Linked DNA regions of Mus musculus: all the other regions are linked to region 2. A link is a contact called in public Hi-C and promoter capture Hi-C data. All regions are on one chromosome and are shown on one strand. The core of a region is the stretch at or near the end of the contact, and the rest is flanking DNA. Distances in the headings are between cores, read along the strand shown.

Region 1 (4,348 bases), core at 55-2,554, 630 kb before region 2:
TCTGAGTTCAAAGCCAGCCTGGTCTACAGAGTGAGTTCCAGGACAGCCAGGGCTATACAGAGAAACCCTGTCTCAAAAAAAAAACCCAAAAAACAAAACAAAACAAAACAAAAGATTGGTAGTCAAAAATTAGTCTGGAAGTATATGTTTCAATATGATAACTTATAGTAGGGTAGGGTACTCACAATTAAAGACTGGTTAAATAGTTCTCTTATCTATAATGTCATGTTTTAATTTCTGAATCTTTTTTTTAAATGTGACTTTCAAAGAAATATTGAAAGGTTGAACTAATTTTTGAGATATGATTTGGTAAAAGGGAGCAGAGTGAGAAGAAAATACCGAGTAGTTGAACCAAGTATGCATTCCATATGCTCATACCAACTAGTAAGAGTAAGGGAGACCCTGTTAAAAAAAGAGAGAGAGGGCTGGAGAAATAGCTCAGTGGTTAAGAGCACTGACTGCTTCTCTAGAGCTCCTGAGTTCAGTTCCCAGCAACCACATGGTGGCTCACAACCATCTGTAATGGGATCTGATGCCCTCTTCTGGTGTGTCTGAAGACAGCTATGTACTCGTATACATAAGATAAATAAATCTTGAAAAAAAAAAAAAAGGAATTTGTTAAAAAGGGGGGGGGGGAGTCATGTGACTAAGGAGAGCTCAGGGAGGTGTGTAGCAACAGCTGGAGTAAAACAGCATGAAGTGGTCTGAAAAGGCAGTAAGAAAAGGCCTGACAACTGGTAAACTGACCCATTCCTCATTGGTGGTTCAACTGTATAAATAAGAGTGGCAGCTTAGTGGGAAAGTACTTAGCAACTCTGTTGACACAGACAACAGAAAGGACCACTACAGTGGCAAATTGAACTGTGCAAGGCCAATTAACCCTTTCACCTTAAGTGTTTTATTCTACTCTTACTGTGCCTGTTAGATCCACATTGGTATGTGTTAAGACCAAATGCAATTATAAATCAGTTATAGGTATTGATGAATTCTGCAAATTTCATGAAGCACATCTGTCTTTTAGTGACCTAAATGCCTCCTTTGCTACTCTCATCTGGTTTTAATTAGGAAACATTTTCAAAAGAAGTGGTTATTCAGAAACCCAAATATACATGTTCTTTACTATGAAATGATAACTACTCAAGTTTTTTGTCATGAAGGTTTGCTTTTAGTTTAATTTGTTTGGTTGGTTTTGTTAGAGTCACCTCAATTTTTCTTCTAGGAAAATCAGATAGAGTAACTTCCCTTGGGCAGACTGTTCTCGAGAGACTGTAGAGCGTGCTGAAGGGGTTTATAAGTCACAGACCACAAGCTGATGCATGAGCGGCTCTATCTGTGACTACACTGATGGCTTAAAAAAACAAAAACAAAAAAACCCTTTGCATCTTGAAAAGCTTTGTATTTTTTAAGACAGTAACAGGCGTACTGCTGTTTCATCTTCCTGCTTCCCAAACAGGCATATGGCTTCTTTTAACTATGTGTATTTGAGAGCAAGAATCCTATTTCCACACACTCTAAAAACTAAAAAACCCACACCGCAACACGGTGTTCAAATATTTGGTAAAGAACATCTTGTGAAATACTTACTGGCTTATGTGAAAAGCTTTATTTCTATAAAGTATGTGAGACTGCAAAAGATGTGATTTGTTCAATGATAAACTAAGGCCATCCACATAAATGTTGTGTCTTTTTATTGCATTTTTGTTTTGTTGTTAAGACAAGGTCTTATGTAGCTCAATCAGGCCTCAAAATGCTTTATAGTCAAAGCTGTCTTCAAACTTCTGATCCTGAGGTCTCAGCCTCCCAAATGCCAAGATTACAGGAGCACCACACCACACTTAGCTCTCTATTTTCCTGTTACTCACACCCTCAAAGGCTCAACATTATCCTACATGCAAAAACAGCATGTCAAGTTTTCTCCAAACACACCAGTTATCACTGAATCTTAATAATACTTTAAAAATTACTAATTAAAGCCAGGCATGGTGATAGATGCCTTTCAGCACTTGGGAGGCAAAGACAAACAGATCTCTTTGGGTTCAAGGCCAGCTTAGTCTACACAGTGGGTTTCAGGTCAGCCAGGGGTAACATAGTGAGATTACATCTCAAGCAAATGAACAAACAAACAAAACTGTCTGGTCAAAATGCTAACAGATAGCTCGAGGACAAGTCTGAAGGAATCCAGACCCAATAAAGATTAACAGCCACTTAAAATGATTGCCCTTGCCTTTCAGGAGCAAGGGATGTTCTCAGCTCTGGCTTCTCTCAACTCTTCTTCCTAAGCCACAAAATGCAAAAGAGCTGAAGAATTCTGTCTTCTTGGGACAAAGGCTATATTTATTGATTTCTATGATCATGTTAAGATCGGTGAAGGAAGAGACGAGCTTCCCTCAGTCTTTTCACAAATTTAGGTTACCCACGGGCTCTCCTATTTCTCTTCTCTTCCATAACTCCAGTACAACCGCAGTAAAGGGTCTCATCAAACGAAGCAGCATCAGTGAAGAGCCATAGGGGCTGATGGTAAGTGTAAGTAGCAGAAACCCCTCACCCTGCTCGAGAGCGAGCCAGAGCACACGGATGCTTTCTCAGACATTATTCATCACACAGCTGTCCCCTACTTCCTGAAATAATCTCACGAGCTAGAAGCAGACAAACTAGAATACTAGGACTTAGTATTCAAATACCAGACAAACTTCAGGAATTTATCTTAGCTACCATCAGACTTCAAGAGAAATGAAAACAATATGATACACTATGCCACGTAAACACACTATTTAGCTAAAAGCTGCAATCTAGGTAAGTTTAAGTTACAACATGCAGATTTGGTAAAGATTCCTCTCAGAAATCCACTTCCTTCTTTTCTAGATAGCCACATAAACCAAACCTTGAATCAAAATACATTTTGTAAAGGTGAAGCAAGTACCCAAAGCACTAATTCTTAGACCCAAACAACAACTCACGTGGCCCAATGTCCAGACCTCGTGCATGTGTTCTCAATAACTGCTAAGTCAGTTTAGGATGTGAGTTTAGACCTGATCCCAAGCATGTGACCAAAATACAGTCATCCAGAAGCGGAAAGTCAAGTATTAAGGTTTTTTTTTTTTTATTTCCCTCTACTAAACAAAGCAAAAACAAACAAACAAAAACAAAACAAGACAAAACCTTAATATAGCTAATATAGTATCTGAGTCAGGAAGGCAATATTCCTGAAAAACTATGCCACCTATGCTAAACATTCTACTTGAGATCAGAATTTAAAATTTTTTCAAATAATCTAAAACAGAAACCACCCTAGATCTCCCCTAAGAAGAAGGAGGATTTTAAGAACTGGCTTAGAAGGCAGATGGAAATGCTTGTGGGGATGTAATTAATTTTTAGGGTCTTGTTGCTTTCATTAGTCCTCATAGCATCTATACATTTTGGAGGACTCTACCCCCACCCACTCTTTCCTGCAATTTCTGCAGTTTGGAGACTACAATCTTGCAACATATGAACCCATACATAGGGATATAGGAGAAATATCTGGCATGTGGAGAAAGCCTATCTAAAGAAGGAATGATGAAATGCAACTTAAAGGCAGAATTCCAGTAAAAGAGATAGCTTAGTTTGCTTTTTTCCCCTTTGTCCACAATAGCTTTACTGATGAAGCAACTCTGCAAGTCAGACTATCGTTCAATAGATAAAAGGACCATTAATCTCTTTTCCTTCTCTCAGCAAAGCTTGTTACAGGTCTTCAACCTCTTTGCTGTTTTTTCTAACAATCAAAGTCGTCTGTCCTAACTTTCACTGCTTTCTTACCAGAAACTCTGTGGAAAGTTTAGTTTCCTATTTCTCTTTCTCACAACTAGAAGCTAAGTCTTCACACTCTCTAGTCTAACATTATATTAAGAAGTCCTTTCTGTATTTTTTCTGTATTCTATAACTTTCATGATGTGTGCTAGATATTGAGAAAATAGCAGAGAACAAAAAACAGAAACTGATCAGATAATATACAATCCTCCCCCCCTCACCCCACCCACACACACTGTGTCTGCCTCTATCCACTGAGAAATCAATCTACCCCCTGAGAAATTCTGGACTCTTTTAAGGGAAAAAATTCTTTTGAGACAACGTCTCACTACGTAGCTCTGACTGGCCAGGAAGGAACTCATTATGTTAACAAAACTAGCCTTAAACTCACAAAGATCCACCTGCCTCTGCCTTGTGAGTGTTGAGCCCAAGATTATAGGTATGTGACACCATGTCCAACAACTCTTTAGAAATTTAACAAGCATGTTTAGTAGTTATATTTTTGTATCAAAGCAAATTATTTTTCAATTAAAAATAGAAAAGAGCTCTTCCAAAATGTGAG
Region 2 (4,042 bases), core at 296-2,795:
AGTGCAAAAACCACGCTGGCTTTCTGTCACTTACATTATGCTGAAAGGGACACCTGGGCATCCACTGAAAACAAAAGCAGAGCAGCAGGCTCAAGCTCTCTCTCTGAAGCTGGCTGACTGCAGTAGGTAAGGTCATGGTCAAAATTCACAAGCTCATTGAAACTTTCAAGGCTCAGCCAACAGCGCCTATCACGTTTCCTGAGCCCATCTAAGAAGATTAAAGCTGCAGGAGTTTTCTCGCTGTCAGATCAGCAGGACGCTGTTTCAGCCCCCCACACCGCAGTCCGCAGAGTCTGCAGCCGCGCACCTCCTTACATCCCTAGCTGTGCGCTAGACTAACCCTCCCCAACGCGCACCCCGACAGTCTTTTAAACAACCTCCAAAATGGATGTAATTAACTCTAGACCACCTCGAACTCGCGACCGCCGGGACCCCCTCCGACTATCACCACCAAGGCCATCCTTCTGCAGAAGTCTGTGACTTCTGCCTGGCTCCCCAAGGAGGGGAGGAAGCAAGGGGGAGGGAGGAAGACTCCCCGCCAGGAGGTCTGGAAAGGGCACAGCAGCTGGGCGATGCGGGAAGGGATGAAGAGAAGACGCTCAGCACCAGGGCCATATTTACGTTGCTTTTTTTTTTCCTTTGCCCGTCTTCCCCACCCCCACCCCCCACCCCCCCAAAAAAATTCTCCTAGAGTCTGACAATACTGCCTTTAAAGGAAAAAAGAAAGCTAAGCTCTCAAGCTGCCGCCCAAAATCTTCTGATTCACTCCAGTCCTATCTCCGAGAAGCTCCGGACTCTTCCTGACAGGGACAGGTTCACCTGCCCACCCGCTCAGGGCAGGAGGGCCCATCGGTCCCAGACAAGTGGAGCGATCGCTCGGACTGGGCCCTGAGCGGTTCCCCGCCAGGACTGATAGCTGAGACAGAGTCGGTCCCCGCACAAACTTCCCACTTCGCGGACAGCGAGCACCGACCGGCGGGAGGACGAATGCGGGACAGGACAGCCGCGGAGAGGCTCAGAAGCACAGAACAGAGAATGCTTCTCATCCTGCACCCTCCCTGGGTTCCAAAGGGAGCGCAAGCGCCGCCGGAGAAACCCAGGAGATGGACGCTTGTCGTGGGGTTAGGGGTACCCCAAGAGGCGAGTGGCCAGAGGGCCCGGGACCGACCGAGCTAGCCGGCTAGAGGTCCCCGCCCTGCCACCGCTGCAGCAGGAGGAGCAGAGCCGGGAGGCTGAGCCCGAGGAGCAAGAGGAGCGCGCCGCAGAGGAGCCTTACCGAATGGTTGACCCCCCACATGAGCACGCTGAGCAGCGGGTCGCTGGCCCGGAACAGCTTCACTTTCTGAGCCACGAAGTGCTTCTTCTTCGTCTTGGTCTTGCTCGCCAGGACGGAGGACCCCAGGTTGCCAGGGGTCGCCATGGTCGCAGTCTCGGTCCCCTCCACCGCCGCGCCGCCGAGGCCGGGGACCCGCCCTCCCTACACGCCAGCCCGGGGAGGCAGCTGCATCCCCCGGGGCGGCCGCCGCTGCGCGCCTGCTCCAGCCCCGCTCCGCCCGCGCTCAGTCCTGGGCGCTCGCTCCGCCCGCTCCGCGCGCTCGGCCGCTTAGGCTGCAGCTGCGCTCGCCTCGCGCCCCCGCCGGCTCCCGCCCGTCGCGGCTCGGCGCACAGCCCTCGGCTGGTCCAGGCGGCGGGCGGCTTCCGCGTTGGGCGCTAGCGTCATGACGCAGAGGCGGGCGGGGCAGCGGCGCCGACGGGCGGGGCGGGTGCGGATGCGGATGCCGGACCGTTAAGCTGTTCTGTGCGCTCCGCCACCGGTGCTAAGACGAGCACTCTCCTGGCGGCCGCGATCCGTCTGGGGAGGCTGCTGCGGAGTGTGGAGACTCGCGTGAGCATGCCTTTCTCGCTCCTGGGGAGGAGCAAGGAAAGGATACGGAGCCAAGGGAGCTCCGAGGAGGGAGCCCCCAGATGCATGGGGCAGCCAGGAATGTCCGGGAACCTCCGCTTCCCGTGCCAAGGGCTGGCGAGTTCGTGGGACCCAGAGCGCTTCTTCGGGGCCCCGGGCTTCCCCAGCATCTAGGGAAAGGACCTTGGCTCCTCTTTGTCAACTGTCTGCCAGGGAGTCCCCGCCTTGAACTTCCTAACCTTTTGTATCCTGGTTGGGCCTTCCCATGCTATCGGATACTAGAATGTCATTCCCAACCTACTCTGGGATTCTTCACTGAAACCCCTGCTTTAGTCAAGACAGCCATGCCCCAGTCTGGACCGTTTGCTTGGAACCCATCATTTTGCAGGCCACCCCTTCCTTCTCTTATTCTGGACATGCACCTTCTGATTTGAAAATGTTTAGCCTTTCACCACTACCACCCCACACTGAAATTAGTCGTCCTTACGCTGGCATTTGTTGTTGCAAGTCTACAGTCCTTAGATCTTTCAAGAAGACAAAGAGTAACGCCTGGAACAAAAAGGGAGCAGATCCTGTGCGGACCTTCCTTTTCTTCATTTGACCTTTCAGCACGGTTGCCCCCAAAATCCCCTTGGTCATTCTAACTTGTTAATACTATCCCCCCCCCCCCCCGCCCCGCCGCCGCAATGATTCCTTGCTTCTTCTGGTACCAAGCATCACCATTGTTAATGGCTAAAGGGGGTGAAGATAATAACAAAACCAGCCTAAATTAATGCTGAGAAGTCATAAACTTGACCCACAGTTCCACTAGTTGACCAAATCATTTAACCAGAGACTGATGTTATTTGTGTGACTAGGTATAGCCTGACACAAAGGTCACTTTAGGGACTATGCTATAGATTGTTTGTTACACTCAAAACCAGCAGTAGATAAAAGTACACAATGTTGCAGACCTGTAATCCTGGCCCTCAGGAGGCAAGGCTAGAGGATCAGAAATTCAATATAATCCTCAGGTAGGTAGGTATGTTCAAGCCAAGCCAGGTATCCATGAAACCCTGTCTGGGGGCGGTGGAGGGGCTGTGGGGCTGTACAGTCTTTATCTTACTGATAACTCATAAACTGTCGCCTGACCTCAGAAAAGAGTCTATCTAAACCAATTTTCATAGCTTGCCCACAGGCATCCTTTCACAAGAATCTACAACCAAATTCAGCACCCTACACAGCCTACAAGTTGTTTCATTTCTCTTCCTGTGTTGGAAATAAGCATTCATATTGTTGTTAACCAGTTGGGAGTTCATTTATTTAATAAATTCTCATTGACCCAGACTCAAGAGCTTCACATCATCATTGATTATTGCTCTTCATCACCCCTCCACAGAAACCTGTACCAGCCCTTGTCCTTGAAAACAATTACCCTTTCCTCCTGGTTGAAATGAATCCTTCCACTTCAATGCCTCTGTATCTCTTTATTTGTTCACAATAGCTGTAATGTACTTAATTGTATATTAATAATGCAAGACAATGGGCTTGCTGAAAAACTGAATTCAATGACAGCAAAGAGCTGGGTGAGCCTACAAGAACAGGAAATGGACACCTCTGGGCATTGTTAGGCAACCCTTCAAAGAGAAACCTGGGCACAGATGCACCAGAGGTCACCATCTCTCCTGGGAGGGGCAGAAACAAGGATGGGAAAACAAAGGTATAATCAGAAACATTGATAACATCCTGCTGAATCCTGACTCATTGACTTCGCAAGCTGCTTCCACAGTCAAGGGAGTCACATCTATTTGCCTTCGAACTCTTTTGCTGTTGGTTCTGAGGCTGAGGTCCTTCTCTAAGCAAGGAATTATTCAAAGGACAACTACTAACAGGAAAATGTATGATGTTGAAAGGCTCCTGGCGCTGAGTTGTTTTTGCTTCCTGCAGCTGTTACTTTATTTCTTCTCTTACTATAACCAACTCGGCACACTCTCATAAAGCAGTTTGAAGCTCTTCATCAAAACGACAATGTTAAAGGTTTTACAATGACTCGGGCATCCAACCAGAAATGACTCTGTGGGGGAGTAGATGCTCTGATTCCCCACCCACCCCACCCCTGCAGAGCCTGAAAGTCCCTATATGGAGAGGAGGCTAGCCTTG
Region 3 (4,430 bases), core at 686-3,185, 660 kb after region 2:
GGAGAACGAGGAGGATAATAATTCATTTAATAAGATAATATACATTCCCTTCCCAGAAGACCTTGCCCACCTTGTGGCCACTGGCCTTCTCTGGAAAACAGCCCTGTGGTCTGGCCTGCCTTCTCTTCTGAGCTCTCATTCAGAAAAGGGTCATTTCCTCTTTTGCATTGTTTGCTTGAAGATACCAGGCATGCTTTTATGGACATTCTGTGCCGTTTTACTTTTCTCTAAAGCTACTATTACTAGAATTATGGGTTACAAACTGTGTTCCAACTCAAGTTCGGCCATCCTTCTTCAGTAAGGCAGCTAAAAGTGCCAAATTAATGAAGGAAAAGAAAGCCACAAGAAAAAGAAAAGGAGATTTATTCAATGTGGCCACATCGGAAAGTGGGACACAGAGATCTTACTAATCCACAAATTCTGCCTTGGAGTTGGGTTTCCTGAGGATGAGGTTCAAATACAAAACAAAAGCTCTGCCTAACTAAACACTGGCAAATGTGGTCCCCAATCCATTCCTTTCTCAGCTCCAAATCTCTCCTGAAAGGTCATTTCCAGAAGATAAGTTTCTTCTCTGGATGTCCCCAGGGATTCAGCCGGTTTTTTTTTTTTTTTCCCTCCCAGCAGGAGATAGATCCCTAGGAGGAATTCTAATGTGTGTGCAGGCATATGTGCCTATCAGTGTACGGAGGCGGGGTGGGGGTGGGGGGAGAGGTGTCCATTTTTTTTTTTCCCAATGGGGTAAATAACAGGGTTAGTATATCTGTTTAGTATACACCCATTCCAGTCTTGATAGGCGGGTTACACCAACCCTTCCCTGAGCAACCGCTGGCCAAACTCCATTGCTGAACCTGCTGGCCTGCCTTTTCCAGTCCTAACTTAAAAGGGCATGGCTTTTTTTTCTTTTTTTCTTTTTTTCTTTTTTTTCCCCCCCTTCCCTTCTCTGGCCACCTGCCAAGATTAGCAGATTGCCTACCCTCTCAAACTCTAGTAAAATTGCCCCCCCCCCGAGCTTCCTTTTGAACATTTTAAATTTATTTGATTAAGGAGACTAAGAACCCCCAACGAGAGACCCTAGTAACAAGCATAAATTATGTTCCAAGCAGAATGGTGGCGCGCAGGTAGTACAACCTGCAGGCTGTTTTTCCATACCAAGAAGTAGTCTCCAATTCAATCTGTATATCTGGAAACTAAATTTAAAATTGGATTGAAACTCAGAATAAGGCAAAAGCTACTGTTACTGCAAGTAGGTACCAATTTGATAACACTCTGGCTTTCCGTTGCAGAGGAAGCACAGTTCAGTCTGTTATTTCATTTTGCTGTGCTGTTCCAGAAAACAGGTTGTGTGCCTCTTGCCTCAAAGTTTAACAGTCGCGATCTACTTTCAAAAGGCTTTAAGGCGGCATGTTATTTGGTATTCCAAGGAAGGCTGTTGAAAAGCCTTCCTTTCGCCCTTGCATTTCCTAGGTGACTTAAGTTAGCAGTGCAGGAACGTCTATTTTTGCTTAGCGGGGCAGCAAGACCGTGTAGACCAGACCCAAACACGTTAACTGGAGGAAACGACTCAAGAAGTTGAATGCCATTGGCCCTGAAGGTAGAGCTCAGTCCCTAGTCCGGAAGTGTTTTAGAAAAACGTTATTCCAACCTATTTGTTTGCCCCAGCAACGCTGGTCCCGCCACAGCGTCACACAGCAGGACAGCCGCATAGCCCACAGATCTGCTTCCCAGGTACCAGGCAGCCAGCAACCGTAGTCAGGTTGGGAGCGCACTCAATGCGCATGTCCGTAGTCCAGCCCCCGCCTCGCCCTCCCCGGCCACGCCCATGAGGTCTCCGCTGGAGGGCGGGGCCGCCCCGCTTGAATGGGGCGCGCATTCCTGTGGGACCACGTGACGCGGCCGCGCGGCCTGAGGTAAACAAGCGCGGCCCCGCCTCCTACCATCCGCGCGCTGCACTCCTGCTTGCGGGCGGGCGGCGCTCGTCTGAGCGGGCAGCTCCTCCAACCGTCCCCAGCGGCCGGCGCGGGGCACAGCTGCGCCAGCGTCCTACGCCCGAGTCCCCGGCCGAGCGCGCGCCCTCCGGTGCCCTCGGACCGCCCGCGCGCTGTGGCGCAGCACGAATTGGGTCGCGGCCCGGGCGCTATTCGCGGCTCCTGACGCGGCGGCCCGCGGCGCTGAGCTCAGCGCTATTCTCGGGCTCCGGGGCACTGCGCCCGAGGGTGTGTCTCCAAGCCGGGCTCGCAGCTATAAGGGGCCGCGGGCGGCCGCGGCCATGCAGCTCTACAGCAGCGTGTGCACCCATTACCCTGCGGGCACGCCGGGGCCCACGGCCGCCGCCCCGCCTGCCACCGCCGCCGCCGCCTTCAAGGTCTCCTTGCAGTCAGCCAGCCCCGCCGCCGCGGCCCCGGAGCCGGATACCGGAGAGCGCCCACCCGCCGCGGCCACCGAACCACGCGAAGCCGCCGCCGCCGCTGCCATGCCCGCCTTCTCTGCCTGCTTCGAGCGGTCCGGGTCCGCCGCCGCCCCGCCGGGCGCGTGCAGCAAGCCGCCGCTGCCGCCGCACTTCACGTCCACGGCGCACATCGCCGTGCGGGCCCTGGGCGCCGAGCGCCTCCTGCTGCCGCCACCCTCAGCCCCCTCGCCGCCGCGTCGCGGTTCCTCTGCCTGGCTGCTGGAAGAGCTGCTCCGGCCCGACGAGCCCGCGGCCCCGAACGCCGTCCGCGACGCTCCGGACAGGAACTTCCGACTGAGCGAGCACCGCCAGGCCCTGGCAGCCTCCCAGCACCGGGCCCCTGCACCGGCCCCCGTCGGCCCGGAGCCCGGCGCCGGCCCGGGCTCCGGCCCGTGGGGTGAAGAGCGCCGGGCGGAGCGCAGTTCCCGGGGTTGGGACCGGGCGAGCGGTCGCAGCGACGCCTCCGGGTCTGACGCGCTCCGACGGCAAGATCCCGAAGCCGAGGCTCACCCGGTTCCGGCACCCGCTCGGAGCAGCGGCGAGCCGGCCCAGAACGGCGAAGGCGAAGCCGTAGGCACGTCCCGGGCGGATCCCAGGGACGAGAAGCTAGCCCTGTACCTGGCCGAGGTGGAGAGGCAGGACAAGTACCTGAGGCAGAGAAACAAGTACCGATTCCACATCATCCCCGACGGCAACTGCCTCTACCGAGCTGTCAGCAAGACTGTGTACGGGGACCAGAGCCTGCACCGGGAGCTGAGGGAGCAGACCGTGCACTACATCGCGGACCACCTGGACCACTTCAGCCCACTCATTGAGGGCGACGTGGGGGAGTTTATTATCGCTGCTGCCCAAGATGGGGCGTGGGCCGGATATCCCGAATTGCTGGCCATGGGGCAGATGCTGAATGTGAATATACACTTAACTACTGGAGGGAGGCTGGAGAGCCCCACCGTGTCTACCATGATCCACTATCTGGGCCCAGAGGATTCTCTACGGCCCAGTATTTGGCTCAGTTGGCTCAGCAATGGACACTATGATGCTGTTTTTGACCACTCCTATCCTAACCCAGAGTATGACAATTGGTGCAAGCAAACCCAGATACAGAAAAAACGCGATGAAGAACTTGCCAAGTCCATGGCCATATCCCTGTCCAAAATGTATATTGAACAAAATGCATGCTCTTGAAAAGTCTGAGGACCTGACAAGTTGGGGGAAATGGCGCGTGTCAGTTGTGTTGGGAGAACCACACGAACTCTAATTAGGGTAATGGCACTTTTCACTTTCCTAGTAGACTGACTTTAGGTGTAATGCCTTAATCAGTTTTTGAATGTCCTCTCAGAGCCGCAGGTTGCTGGGCACCTGAATGATGTTTCCTGATAGCTTTGGGTGAGCCTACTGCTATTTAAAATTTGCTGTATAAAGTGAGTGCTACTTAATTTGCAAGCTGATGTCTCACGGTATGAATTTGTTCATTCCTGGTAGTCTATTTTCTATAAAAATGTATTTTTGCACATTTTTAAAAATGGGTGTACTTTCATCTATTGCCTTGTTCCAATTTCGAGAAATGGCTTTTAAGCAGAATCCAGAGAAGTGCTTTCTATGAAGTTTATTTCAGTTTGTGATTTAGTAACTAGTTTATTGTTGGAATATTTCACAATTCTTAATTATTTCAAATGGATATTGACACATTATGTTACCAGATGATTAGCCCATTCCATTTTGATGAAAAAAACCTATTGGGGAGGGGGGGAGAGAAGATGTTATTTTTTTAAGAAATGGTTCATTTTGAAGAAGTTAAGGAAGGGATAGCTTTGGGACGATTTTTTTTTTTTTAATGACAGTACCAGGCCTTACTTGAAGTCTGCTATTTGCTGACGGCAGAATGATAATTCTGTACTCTTATGTTTATAGAGTAGATTGGTGTTCTCGATTGTGTTCGTTTTATTCATCAACTTAGGAAAGGCTTTTATGAACTTTTGTGAGA

The links. Promoter capture Hi-C pulls out the DNA fragments that hold promoters and counts their contacts. Hi-C and Micro-C count contacts between places; a contact is called where the count stands out from the background.
Region 1: a promoter capture Hi-C map of the HPC-7 cell line shows a contact between it and region 2, with 4 times the contacts expected there. The contact joins the enhancer-like site here to the promoter of Pip4k2a in region 2. A contact is called at or near these places in 9 of 39 promoter capture datasets (the 3T3-L1 cell line, the C10 cell line, the HPC-7 cell line and 5 more), 12 of 484 Hi-C or Micro-C datasets (B cells, cerebral cortex, embryonic fibroblasts and 8 more) and 4 of 115 datasets of contacts at active chromatin or transcription factors (astrocytes, fibro-adipogenic progenitors, forebrain and 1 more).
Region 3: a Hi-C map of rod photoreceptor shows a contact between it and region 2, with 4 times the contacts expected there. The contact joins the promoter of Otud1 here to the promoter of Pip4k2a in region 2. A contact is called at or near these places in 2 of 39 promoter capture datasets (the C10 cell line and pre-B cells), 3 of 484 Hi-C or Micro-C datasets (embryonic stem cells and rod photoreceptor) and 3 of 115 datasets of contacts at active chromatin or transcription factors (memory CD8 T cells, microglia and pancreatic cancer cells).

Annotation. Positions count from the first base shown.
Region 1 is chr2:18,370,012-18,374,359 of GRCm38.p6, forward strand. The region is part of intron 1 of Dnajc1 (DnaJ heat shock protein family (Hsp40) member C1); the gene reads right to left. Among named protein-coding and RNA genes, the nearest start is that of Dnajc1, 21 kb to the right of the region's middle. Within about 2 kb of position 1,305, at least 27 of the 459 cell types and tissues checked have an H3K27ac peak or open chromatin away from gene starts, as enhancers often do. A contact at or near this core is called in the HPC-7 cell line, liver and uterus, where this site is marked.
Region 2 is chr2:18,996,576-19,000,617 of GRCm38.p6, forward strand. It overlaps Pip4k2a (phosphatidylinositol-5-phosphate 4-kinase, type II, alpha), which reads right to left and starts at 1,546. Exons shown (of 10, transcript NM_008845.4): 1 at 1,277-1,546. The coding sequence starts at 1,420. 4930426L09Rik (RIKEN cDNA 4930426L09 gene) reads left to right here and starts at 1,744. Exons shown (of 1, transcript NR_024323.1): 1 at 1,744-3,229.
Region 3 is chr2:19,655,796-19,660,225 of GRCm38.p6, forward strand. Otud1 (OTU domain containing 1) reads left to right here and starts at 1,936. Exons shown (of 1, transcript NM_027715.2): 1 at 1,936-4,430. The coding sequence starts at 2,267. The coding sequence ends at 3,631. Gm3230 (predicted gene 3230) reads right to left here and starts at 2,102. Exons shown (of 1, transcript NR_033642.1): 1 at 11-2,102.